Linked DNA regions of Sus scrofa: region 2 is linked to region 1. The links are chromatin contacts, called in public HiChIP or PLAC-seq maps. All regions are on one chromosome and are shown on one strand. The core of a region is the stretch at or near the end of the contact, and the rest is flanking DNA. Distances in the headings are between cores, read along the strand shown.

Region 1 (6,684 bases), core at 2,321-4,820:
TTCTTTAATAGGCCAGTCTTTCTATTAAAAGCTTTTCATGCTTTATTTAATTTAATCTTGACAACAATCCTAAGTAGTAATCATTATTATTAATGCAGTGTTATTGTTAAAGTTACTGTTATCCCCATTTTACGGATGAGGAAACAGGGCACAGAGAAGCTGAGTAACTTTTCCAAGACCACTCATTTACTAAGTTGGGAGCTAGAGCAGAACCCCAGCCCCATGGGACTACCACACCATCAGTGGTACCATGTGCTATGGCCATTCAGTGGGCTCCTCCTTCTCTAAGTCAGGTGCATTGCCACTGTTTCCAAACACAAATTCAAACTCACATCTCTCATCATTTTCACTGCTTCCCTGGTCCTCCCAAGTCTTCTGGCACACATTGCTAGCCTTCTTTTGATGTAGACCAAGACGTTGGTGTCTCGTCCTGAAGAGGGAGATATAAAATACCAGAACTTAACAAAACAAGAGCTTTCTGCAGAGCATCAAGAAAAAATACAGAGGTGCATTTTTTTAGGCTCTTCAAGGAAAACCTCAGAGAGAACAATCTGCTCCCTTGATGTTTTCTTACTGCCAGGAGCACTGACAACTGTGCTAACAGCAGAGTACATACAGAGTAGAGTCAAAGTGCTTAGACTTGCAAAGGTCAACTCATGTGACTGATTATTAATCCATGCTTTTGAGTCACGATGTTGAATATGTGATAAACAAAATCATCTGCCACAAAGTGCTGGGAAAATGACTGTACCCACATTGCATGTGGTTTACAAGCAAGAACACATTCTTCTAGTGTGCATGCTTTTGGGGAAGATGCAAAGAGGTGACTCTCAGGTTGCATCCTGATGAACCATTTTTTTTTCCTTCTTGACATTAAGTTTGGAGAAGCCTCATCTTGAACTTCTGTTTTACATTATTCCTTCCCTAACACTAGTGACATCATAATCATCTCCAGGTCCCCAAAGCAGTCGATTTTAGATGGCAAAATAACACATTCCAGATATGACAATAGACTATGCAACAAAATGAAAACTACCCTAGTGTTAGAGAAGGCATTGACAGGCCAAATAGTTGTAATAATAGTCACTTCAATGACTCTAAAAAAGTACATTAACAACTTCTCATCTTAATCTCTTATTTAATTATATGTCTTTTTGGATATGTTTCCAGACCAGTGAGAACATGCTTGTGCTTAATCCTCAATAAAATTACCATGTTTTAGAAAAATATGACACACCTGTTATAGATTAAGTATATGTATAATATGCAGCTATTAAAAGATGTTAAGACCAAAGTCCTAACATTTCAAGTTTTAAACAATGAGAACAAGATGTGGCTGAAAATTTGCCAAGTACCTTCAAATTATTTTAAAGATGTGATTATATTTTTTGGATAGAGCTAGACAACAGGTTAAAAGGATTTTATTTACAGAATAAAAGAAATAAAGAAAACTTCTTAAGTTATATATTATGTAATTTTATGTATTAATATTCATTTAGTTAAAATAGACATTTACTATACATGTCTTCAAAATTTATTGTGTTGTACATAATCTTTTCAAAAAAGTAAGATACAGATGGTGATTACAGACTTGATTAACATATAAACTACTACAGAATAAAAATAAAAACCTGTGTATTGATGGGTTGTGAGGACAGACATATAGATGGGCTACGGTGCAAAGATCTCACTGTACCTTAGTCACAGGGAGTAAGGCACTCAGTTTCTGCACCAAATCCAAGTTTAATACTAATATTCAATTTTATACTCTCAAATATGAAGATACACTCCTACTCTCCAAGATGCATGAGAGAGAAATGATTTGAGAGAAATTCCACTTTAAGGAAACAGCTGAAGTTTGCTTAAATAATAAAAACATTCCCTCTCACAAGAATCACTAAATTTTTGCTTAAACTACCAACAAACTGACAAGTCAAAGCTCAGGGAATTCCAGAAATTATTTTGTTGTCTTGTTTTTATACCATTCCCCCCAAATATAACTTTCAGTTTAGTATACTAAAGTGAAAGGTCTCATTTTAAAGAGTTTTGCTAAATAAAATAAGCCGTTATTTTAAATATAAAAAAATAATTAGAAACTTATGGCTTTTACTCTCTGGAAGCAAACACCAGTGCTTCCTAAATAATTGCAAAAGACAATCTGAGATAATCAACAATAATTGTTATATTCTTAGCTGTCCTACTTCAACCTGTGCTGTAGAAAATCCATAAGATAAAACTTTTCATAGCATTAACACTAATTTAAGTCCTGTTTCCCAATTAGGACTTAAAATTATGGGGTAAATAAGCAACAGATAAACAAAAATATGTAAGAATTCTGAGGCGGAAAAAGATTACCATTAAAGGTTATTACCATTTATTTCTGGAGTTAAGAATCTACACAGGAAAGAAAACATGAGCAGTAATGAAGCTATAAGTTAATTATGGACTGTGTTCTTATGGGGAGGAAAAATTAATTAAAAAAAGAAAAGCAAAAACCAATACTTATTCTAATCTAGGGGAAAATCACATTTTGAACTGGCCTGAACATTTTCTCTGACTAATCATGTTAAAATTCTGATCCCCCAACATGTCAACCTAGAGGAAACCTTACTATGTTGGGCTTCATACTGGGATCCATGATGCTGTAGCTGCTGAGAACGCCGGTAACAGCCATCTCCAGCTTTCAGAGCCTGCTTAAACAGCTTTTCTGCTTCAGCAATTGTTGTTGCTTCCTCTTCCGCCAAGAGAATATAAGCAGTTGCACACCTGTCCATTCAGATAATAGCTGCCATCAATGACAAATCCAAGGACATTGTAATAGCTGCAGGAGTGCATGCAGAAGGGCAGGAGTTATGCCAAAACATGCAGAGTGGCCAACTGGTTCATGCATCCCTGTTTGTCGTTTTGACACAAAATAATGGTGCAAAAGAAACGTCTGTATTTTAGCTTGAGAGATAAGATGAGTAGTGTTAGGAGCATGGGGCTCACATGTGGACTCCGCCCCTTATTAGTGTGTCACTTTGGGCAAGTTATTACTCTGCCTCCCTGATGGAGATCAACATGGAATCTATTTTTCACAGTGTTGTTGTGAAGGTTAAGTAAGGTGATGCATGAAAAGTGCTCAGTACAGTAGTAGCCAGCATGTGGTCCATGCTCAATAATGTCAGCTAACAATGGCAATGATAATAGCTGTTATTAAACATCTCCTTCTGACACTCAAAGTTAGAGATACCATAAAGTTTACTTCTATTTATTAAACACAGATTCTCTTTAAGGATTTCTTCAGAATGAGAAATTCATTAAAGCAAGTAAGTTATTCATTTAAAAGCAGTGCTTCAACATCTCGTTATAGTTAGCACTGGTTATCTGTCAGAGAAGAATACTGGAAGAACCTACAGGCAGAGTTATTTCTAAAGAGCTCAAAATCAAAAGTAGCAAGCAAGAGTTAAATCTCACACCTTTAACAATAAAAGCTATCACCTGTTGCTTAGTATATATTAAGCACTGTACCAGGCACTTAACATATATCATCTCATTTAATCCTTTCAACAACTTCTTAATGTAGGAAGTCAGAGAGGAAAAACAATCAACCAACGAACAAGGGGAACTCTTTGAAAATTTAAACCTTCCAAATCATAGAACAACAACCCAACTGTCAAAGAAAGGACTATAATAAGGAAACGGTGAAGCCAGAGCAGACCACACAGGTCCTGATCTGTACAGATCCCTTGGCTTGCTTTCTCCGCTGCCTCTCTTATGGTCATTTCCATATTTATCAGAACCTCCATTAGACCACAAGAGAGAAAACAAACAGAAAGTGAAACCAAATGTTACTTTTACTACAACCGAATGTTACTTTTACTGCAATAGCCAGCTAGGAAAAGGAGGCTGAATTTACAGCTAAAGTGAGATTTGGGGTTACTAGTTAATCTTAGCCATGAGGAGGGGTCTTAAAAGTTTCTTAGGCAATCCTTCTGATTTCAGGCAGGACTGGTCAATAGAGCTTTAAACTGAAAGCAGTGAGATAGGGAGGAAAATGCCCAGAAAAAAAGCTGTAAAACCAATCACTGTGGAGGGCAGTAGCCATGGCTTGGAAAGAAAAATGATGCCGAAACTGCCCGGTGATTCACTAGAGAAAAAAAGTGGGTTGGGTATCAAGAAGCAATACTTAAGGCTTCAGGTGCAGACACATAAATATGGGTCCAGGGAAATGAAGTGAAAATTGAGATTATAGTACTGAGTGGTGGACATAGCATCAGAGGAATTAGCTACACAATTACAGTTGGTGGACTGGGAACTGAAGACAGGTTGGGGTAGCTTGCTTGCTTTGTTTATATTACAAATAGCATTCATAGGAGGAGAGGCAGAGTAGCACTACTGGCCAAGAAAACATACATCTATGTGGAAACTCATGAGTCTGGGGTAGAAACATGCTAAGAGCTTATGAGTGAAGGAGAAAGGAAAGAGCAATAGAAGTGCTAATGGTTGGGGGCGGGGTACAGAACAGACTGCTCAGCTCAATGGAAGATATAGATGATGCATCCTTGTCACAACACAATACACATACAGAAGCCAGAAAGTATGGTGATGGGGTGTCAACCATCCAGATGTCTGCTAGAAGTCTCATTTGGTTAAAAGTAGGGCCCCCAACAGGTTCTCGACTTACTTTGGTAATAATTTTATCTCCCAGATGGTAGAGGAAGCAATTAGGGGAACTTCAACTCTGGACCTAATTCTGACCAAGAAGAAAAAAATAGTTGGTGAAATGAAAATTGATAGGAACATTCAGAGAGAGTTACTATGTCATTTTGGAGTTCAGGATAATCAAAGAAGGTAAGGTGGACTTCAAAAAATTCAAAGAAAAGAGGAATGATTCAATGGCATGAGACTCAGAAGGAAAAATGGTTTGAGAGGGTTGAGCAACTTCCAAATGTCTAATCATAACTACAATCATAAATGACCCTCTCAGGAAGAAAAGAGGGGTGACATTTAAGTTACCACTATGGCTGTACAGAGATCTCTCACAAGGTTTCTCTAAAGGACATGTAAAAAAAGACAGAAAGAGGGCATGTAATGAAGGACTGTAAGAGAGTGAAATGAGCTTATAAGAGTAATGTCGGGAGAGCTACAACCCCAAATTAGCAGAAGCTTACAAAACAAAACAAAGACAAACAAAAAAATGCTAAAGACAACCAACTATTCTCTGTTTTTAAATTATGTTTAAGGCCCCCTTGCTCTCACTTCTCCAAAACCACGATAAAAACAAATAAGCAAAAAAGACAGACACACAACAACATCAAAACAAGGAACATTTATAATTAGTAGCAGCGAATAATAAAGAGAAAGCAAAATTCTCTAATTTCTGTTTTGTTCCTGGTTTCTCCATCAGGGAGAATGATTGACAAAGGGAGGAGAAATAAACTATAAATGGATACAAAGATGTAAGGTAGCAAATAACTGATCTATTCTAAATGAATGACTGTACTGGGATATGCAAATCCCAGGAAGCCAACAGATCTTGTAGGCAGGCCATGGAACTGCTCTCTGTGGATGGTTAAGGAATAACAAAGGATGGAGAGGTACTAGAAGATGAGATGACAAATGTAGTAAAAAATGTTCAAAAAGGGGAAGAAGGTAGACTTCCCAAATTACAGAACATTGATTTTGAAAGATATTCTAATGGATTATTAAAGGAATAGTTTCAGGTTGTGCTAGCTTAACATATTCTAAGGGATTTTATTGTACCTTAAAGATCCATAGCTACAACTGGCATTTTTAAGATCAAAATGCAGATATATGGGCTGAATCACAGTGTAATTAGGTAGCTTAGTAATTGGTTGAACGATAAATACCAAAGGATGATGATTCATGAAGACATGACCCTGGAGGGTGGTTTCTGTATGTCATGACATAGGGTTCTATCCCTAATCCTAATACTTTTATCAGGAACATAGATGACACACAGAAGGCAGGCATATCAAATTTGTAGATGACAAGAAACTGAAAAATAAATATGTTGCATGACAGAATCAGAAACCAAACAGATCAACAGGTTACATTGGCAGGATTTCCAACTCTCAAGTGAATCTTTTCACTAAGACCTCCAAAGATTCTCTTTCTTCAGAAAAATCATAAAATAGTTTAACAATGACCACTTGGCAAGGACAGTGTCGAGGTGATTCAAGCACCAGATGGGTGTTAGAGCTAAATGACCTTTAAGGTCTCTGCCAACCCTGAGCTTTTATGACTCCAACTTTAAGGATCTTTCTCACTTTCTGAGATCTCCAGATGAGACTCCCCAGCCTCCCTTGGTGGCCCACAGAATGTTCAACAGCACTAAGGACAGCATTTCCTCTTATCTTTGCCTTAATCTTGAAATATTTTTAAAGTGTAATTTCTTCACTTTATGTTTTTATTATGTTTTCCCACTAGCACAAGTTCTACCTAGAAAATGCGATGGCACAGATGAGCATTCTATATCTGGAAAATTTTCCTAATCAAGATGTTTTAGATATGTAAAGCACTTACTTATTTTATGTCCTCACAATATTCCATGACTGGCCCTTGAAGAATTTAATTTAGGGTCATAGAAAAGGTGCTAAATTGTTCTATAAAATGACTAAAACTATCTTCGCGTGGAAGTCCCTTATAAAAATACTTTTAATTAGTTAATACTTCCTCAGA
Region 2 (6,684 bases), core at 1,452-3,951, 230 kb after region 1:
AAAACAGAGATCCAGAACTGGGATGTGAATGAAGTCTTCAGATGCATTCCAAAGCTTTTCACAGAGCTGCCTCCCAATTCAACATAATTTTTCTATGATGGTTTGGAAGATAGGTTGGAAACAAACAAACAAAATCTCTAGGTAGGAGTTCCCACTGTGGTATAGGAGGTTAAGAATCCGACTGCAACTGCTTGGGCCATTGTGGAGGCTGGGGTTCGATCCCCAACCTGGTGCAGTGGGTTAAAGGATCCAGTGTTGCCACCGCTGCAGCTTGGATTCAATCCCTGGCCTGGGAACTTTCATATGCTGTGGATGCAGCCATTAAAAAAGAAGAAAGTAATCTCAGCTACTTCTACTGCTATCACCAAATAACAACAGCTTTCAAATCTATACACCTTTCAAAACCTCTCTCGAGACCAAGAAGGATTTTTCTAAAATATTATTTATTTATTAGAAACCCCCATTAAATGCCTCAAAGATACCTCAGAAGCATGTCTCACCCAAGCCTACTCCCTCTGTTCTTCATACAGTTACTGGCACCACCTAGACACCATTCCACATCTTTCCCTTTATCCTAGTCGAGTGTCTGTCTCTCTTGCTCAAATGCAATCCCCTTTTCTTTGATTCCATTTCATTCAGACCCAGTCATTTTGTTTCTGGAATGTTACAATAACTGCCCTGACTCTGGTCCCACATTTTTTCAAAAGTCATTTTCCACTCTGTCACCAGATTAATATTTTTCAATAAAAATTCGGATTATGTTTTTTTTTTTCCTGCTTAAAATCATCTAATGGTTCCCCACTGCCAAAAAGTTCAAAGTCCTTGGCATGACATATAATGTTTTCCATATCTGAAGGTTATAAAATGTACTGTTAACAGCATAAACCCTAAATAAGACTATATGTACTTAGACTACATCTGTACTGCCTCCTACCTATATGACCATAAGCAAATTAAATTCAGCTTCCTCACTTGCAGTAAATGAGATAATACATTTAGAAAAGTGCTTGGGGAGTTCCTGTTGTGGCTCAGTGAGCAAGAACACAACTGGTATCCATGAGGATGTGGGTTCAATCCCTGGCCTCACTCAGTGGGCTAAGGATCCAGCATTGTTGCATCCCTACTGCTGCGTAGGGAGCAGATGCCACTCAGATCTCTTGTTGCTGCGGCTGTGGCATAAGCTCCTATTCAATCCTTAGCCTGGAAACCTCCATATGCCCCAGGTGCAGCAGTAAAAAGAGAAAAGTGCCTGGCACAAAGTAAGCAATCAAATAATAGCTACTACCTTTTTACTCTTGCCATTACTTTCTAACTCCTACAACCTACCCACTCTTTTTATCATTCCACATATACACAGTACTGGAGCCTCACCACTCCATTCAGTCTTTCAAACAAGAACTCTTGTCTTTCATGTCTACATGTCACTGCATATATATTCTGGCCGCGTTTTATCTACTGTGATTAAATCATACAGAGCAGCAGAATATGTTTTAAATTTTGCAAATTATCGAAAACTCACATGGAAAAGAAAACATAAAAGATCAAATTATGCTATTAAAAACTTATGTACTTTTTGGTACAGTAATCATCAGCATATACTTTTGATAAAGGGTTAGAACTACTGCTGAGAAATGTAGTATAAGGCCTAAAATTAAGCCCAGTATTATGTGTGCCTTGACATCTGGGGAAAAACAGGAGGACCTCGAATGGCCTAACTGCAAGTACCAATCCTCAATCTGCTCCTGCAGATAAGGTCCCAGCAGACAACCCTCTTTATCAGAGAGAAAAGGCATAGTTCCTTCCTATCCCTGAGTAGTAGGCTTCAGTTCCCTGCCAGCCTGCAGGATTATGTAGACTAGCCAAAGACATCCTCACGCTGGAACCAGGGCTCATCTACCCTCTTGATATTACAAAGATTACCTCCCATGGCCTCTGCTTGTTCACTCTGTTCCTGAAAGCAACCCCCATGTGGCCCTCTACTGTGTGCTCATCTCCTGGGCTGTTGTGACTGATAGGCTGTTTTCATTGCATCTCTCCAACGGCATGTGTTTTGTTCAGCCATCCTTAAAACCCTATGGCAGGAATCCCTTTCTCAACAACAGAGTGAAGAGGAGGCATATAAAACAAGATCTCATTTATCTGGGAAGCTCAAATTTAAGATATAATTGGGGACCAGGAAGCAAGGGACTCAATTATTTAATATATATTTTAAGCAAGCAAATAAGCTGATATATAGTCCCAACATTAGAAGGACATAAGAGAGATTCTTCATAGATCTTTTCTATTTTTATTTTAGACATAAATTTATAAGTGTGCTTATTTAGCTTCCTATCCTCCATGGACTTAAAGGGAGGAGAGGAAAGTTGGACAGTTATATTTACAACATTAAAAAAAAAAAAGGGAAGGATTTGAGCCAATCTGACAAAGACTGCAGAAAACAAAGTTCTTTTATAGGAACAACAACAACAAAAATTTACAAATAAAATCTCTTGAAAAGAGGGCCCTGAAATTCTTAGGAAATGAATTTTATTTAAGAATAACTACAGTTTACATCAAAAAACTTTTCAGATGAAAATAAAGATCAGGATTTTGAATCACTGGATGACATCAATTAAACATTTTAAAACCTCCAGACTTACTGCAACTCTACTGAGTTAAGTAACTTGGAAAAATCTTATGTATGTGGCCTGTGGAGTGGAAGATGAATTACAGGCTCTTCCACAATTTTAAGCAAACTTCCTCCATTCTTTACTCCATGGCCTATAAAGAACTCCTTGCTAGTTCACAAATTAGAAGATGAAGTGAATTTATTAAATAGTGAGAAAGGTCTTTGATGGAGAAATTAGAAGATCTGAAAGCGAGGACTTCCTCAAATTGAACTATGTGCCACTCCGGCAGTTTGCGACTGCTCAAACTACTTTGGATCAGAATCCCCACAAATACCTGAAGAAAGGGGACAGAATTCGGTTGTAAACCACTAAATCGTTCAAACAAGGGAAAGGCAGGGATACTCATCTTTCAATATCAGATACAATTGATTCCAATATTCTTAAAGAGAACTTCCCAAATACCTTCCCTAGGAAAGGATGAATGCTATCTTTTCCTTTGAGTAAAAATACAGTTCGTTTTGATAAATCTTATAGAAATTGTCTCCTGCTTTCTACCAGACATTACTTTCTTTTTGTGAACATCAGGAGATAGTCACCTAGGATCAGAGGTATCTCAAATTGCAGACAGTGATAAAAATAGTATTTTTTGTTTTTTGCTTTTTAGGGCCGCACCCGCAGCATATGGAGGTTCACAGGCTAGGGGCCAATCGGAGCTACAGCTGCATGCCACAGCGACGCAGGATCTGAGCCTTGTCTGTGACCCATACCACAGCTTACAGCAACGCCAGATCCTTAACCCACTGAGTGAGGCCAGGGATCGAACCTGAAACCTCATGTTTCCTAGTCAGATTCATTTCTGCTGTGCCATGACAGGAACTCCCAAAAATAGTATGTTAATGCTACCTGCCACAAATGATTCCTTCTGTGCTACAGGCAAGAAAGAGCAGTTGACGCCCCCTCATATTATCTAAAGCACTCTATAGCCTGAGCCTACAGATAGAAATCCGTTTCTCTACACATTTTTCAATTTGGTGATGAGAAAAGCAAATAATAGTGATGAATTATGTGGCATTTGCACATCATGTTGGACCAACATGTACAGAAGTCAAACTACCACAGTGATGGGAAGAGATTAGTCACAATACCTAGAAAGACAACTACTTGTGGCTAAATCCAGTGCCTCACTTTTCTAAAGAAGTTCCCAATTCCTTGGTTTTTTCAGTACTGCAACAGATAGAGATGGAAGATAAACACATCTGGTACAAGAAGTTGTGATCAAAATCTTTGGTATCATTATGGCAGAGAGTGATGATCCAGACAAGTATCAGTAAAGTACTCACTTACTGTTTTTGGTCTTAGGTGATCCCTCAGGACAGTATAATATAACAAGTGTTTTTACCATCCTATGCTACCTGGACCACAGATCTGGAAACTTACAATTTTATACCTACACGGCTGAATAAGACTGAAAAATTTCTCAGAGAAGAACAAAGGGAGAGCTGAATGCAAATAAACTCCACGTGCAGCTTTCTGCCTTGCAGTTCTTGATTCTGACAGTCTTTGCATTAGCGTATGGAAAGCATCTTTCTCAAGTAAAGCCAAGCTTTGTGGTGAAATGCCACAGATAAAAGTAACAAAATTCTCTTGGCCCACACTGCCTCCTTAAGATGTGTCTATTACTGGAAGAAGTGAGCATCTGGCAGTGCTACTTCAACTTTATGATCACCAGCTAGCACAGGAAAGCACAAGGTGGAGAGGTTTATCAGAGGTTGTCAATCAATTGCCAGCATAATTTATAGAAGCTGTAGGCAAAATTAATGTTACTTCAATTACCTGTGCCTATGAATTCTCCAGATTTTTCTGATGCTTTTGCTGGGCACTGTAAATTGGCAAAAATTTTTATAAATACTAAGGGAAAATCCAGGAGATTCTGTCTGTAGGAAACATTAATTCTTCAGAAAGAAATGCAGTCATGCACCAAAGTGTATATATAGTAAGCTGACAAAAAAGTTTTAAAAATTTTAAAACGCTTTGGGCAACTGAAAAAAAAGAGGTGAAAGTATAAAAAGCAGATGATGCATATCACGAAAGCACTTACACATCACAAAAAATAGCTGCATGGAACCATTAAATTTAGAGGCAAATAGCCTTGTACTCCACAGTAGCTCAAAAATATAATGCATGGGAAATATTTATACAAAAAACTAGTCGTTGCTTATCTTAAATTCAATTTAACCAGGCATCCTATATTTTATCTGAAAACTCTGCTAATAGGAGTTCCCACTGTGGTGCAATGGAAATGAATCTGAACTAGGAATTGTGAGGTTGCAGGTTCGATCCCTGGCCTCACTCAGTGGGTTAAGGATCTGGCCTTGCCGTGAGCTGGTCTGAGCAGAAGCAGCTCGGATCTGGCATTGCTGTGGCTGTGGTATAGGCCAGCAGCTGTGGCTCCAATTCAACCCCTAGTCTGGGAACCTCCATATACCCCAAGTGCAGCCTCAAAAAGCAAAACAAACAAACAACTGTGCTGACAACCCTTCTATTTTCCATATATTGGACATTTTCCGACATAGTTATCTCCTCTTTGACCAAGGCAGGAGACACTAGGGTAGAGATTTCCCAAATCTGGTCTAGTTAATTTGCTAGGAAAGCTTTTGAAAAAAATACAAATTCCTATGTTTCATTCCAGATCTACTGAACCAATCTCTACAGGATTAAAACCTCTGTATTTTTGAAAATCTCGCCCAAGTGCTTCTGATGGACTGCCAGATATTGTACCCAATTCCCTATAAGAGATTGTATATGCAAAATTTGAGGCATTTGATCTTCTGAAGAATCATAGGTTTCATCTGATTCTCAAAGAATGCAATACTAAAAAAGGTCACCGACTTAGGCACCAGCAGTAAAGTTAAAAAGAGCTATCATGAATTTTTCTACTTCAACTGCAAGAATTATCTGACATTGTTTCCCATAATTCCCTAAAAATTGCCTATGCCTTTTTGAGAGTTAAAAGTAAAATAAGGATGGAAAAAAATGCTTTCTTAAACTCTATTATTATTTAAACAGTTTATGATCAAGTGATCACTAAATGCATGGCTGTAGTATAAACCAATTTATTCTGAGTATATGTGAGAGGTAATTTGTTTTGATAAGTTTTCCTTAAGAATTTTTTCCTTTATAATTATCATTTTGAATGGTAATTAAAAACAAGGCCCATATCACTTAATCTAAAACTAGGCCATCCACTGAATTCAACATTAATTTCTTTAAATATCTTTTACCATTATTTAAAGTAGTAAGAAACCTGCAAATCCAATGTAGGCACTCATTAACTGAAAAAGTTACAAAAACTACTATCTATCTTAGATTTTCATTTTCTTTCTTGCCTCTGAATCACTTCTCTCAGCCCATAAACACTTCTAAAATTTTTCTATCTTAGAAAAAAAGTATCCCAAAAATGAGATAGTAGGAAAAAATGAAGTGGTACTTGTTCTTTCTCTCCTGCTTCGCTACTGATAGCTTCACTACTGATACTTTGATTTAAGGAATAAGAGAGAAAAGGAGAGAAACTAGAATTTGAGAATTCGAAGTAGAATTATACACCTGAAATTAACAGCACTTATGACTTGAACCCAGCCAAAACTCAGACTGGGACTTGAACCCACAGTTTTTAAATGAGAATCACTCACCCAGTGTCTGGATTACTGAGGTTCAGGTTCTTTGTGCTTCAGCACAGGAGGAATTCAGCCAGAGAAAAAGCGATACGCAAGAACTAGATTTATTAAGATAAGATGCTTGTGAGAAATGGAAGCAGGCAGGCAAGGAGGCTCTGCCCTGAGGATTAGGGCTACAGTTTTATAATCATGGGGAGTGGGAAAAGACCACCTCTTCCTCTTAGTAATTTAGTAACTCTTAAATAGGGAAGGAGATTAAGACATACAAATTTCTAGTTGTAAAATAATTGAGTCACAGGAACATAATGTGTAGCATAGGGAATACAGTCAAAAATAATCATAATAACTTTGTGTAGTAACAAATGGTAACTGGATTTATCATGGTGATTATTTTGTAATGT

The links. HiChIP or PLAC-seq counts read pairs in DNA pulled down with a chosen protein or histone mark.
Region 2: an H3K27ac HiChIP or PLAC-seq map of alveolar macrophages shows a contact between it and region 1. The contact joins two enhancer-like sites. A contact is called at or near these places in 1 of 5 promoter capture datasets (fetal liver), 2 of 47 Hi-C or Micro-C datasets (heart right ventricle and skeletal muscle) and 2 of 2 datasets of contacts at active chromatin or transcription factors (alveolar macrophages and skeletal muscle).

The regions. Positions count from the first base shown.
Region 1 is chr18:29,115,546-29,122,229 of Sscrofa11.1, forward strand. ST7 (suppression of tumorigenicity 7) reads right to left here. Exons shown (of 15, transcript NM_001123198.1): 7 at 2,612-2,766; 8 at 333-430. Among named protein-coding and RNA genes, the nearest start is that of ST7, 170 kb to the right of the region's middle. Within about 2 kb of position 3,571, at least 13 of the 83 cell types and tissues checked have an H3K27ac peak or open chromatin away from gene starts, as enhancers often do. A contact at or near this core is called in alveolar macrophages, where this site is marked.
Region 2 is chr18:29,347,945-29,354,628 of Sscrofa11.1, forward strand. All of the region lies in intron 1 of CAPZA2 (capping actin protein of muscle Z-line alpha subunit 2), which reads right to left. Among named protein-coding and RNA genes, the nearest start is that of CAPZA2, 14 kb to the right of the region's middle. Within about 2 kb of position 2,702, at least 4 of the 83 cell types and tissues checked have an H3K27ac peak or open chromatin away from gene starts, as enhancers often do. A contact at or near this core is called in alveolar macrophages, where this site is marked.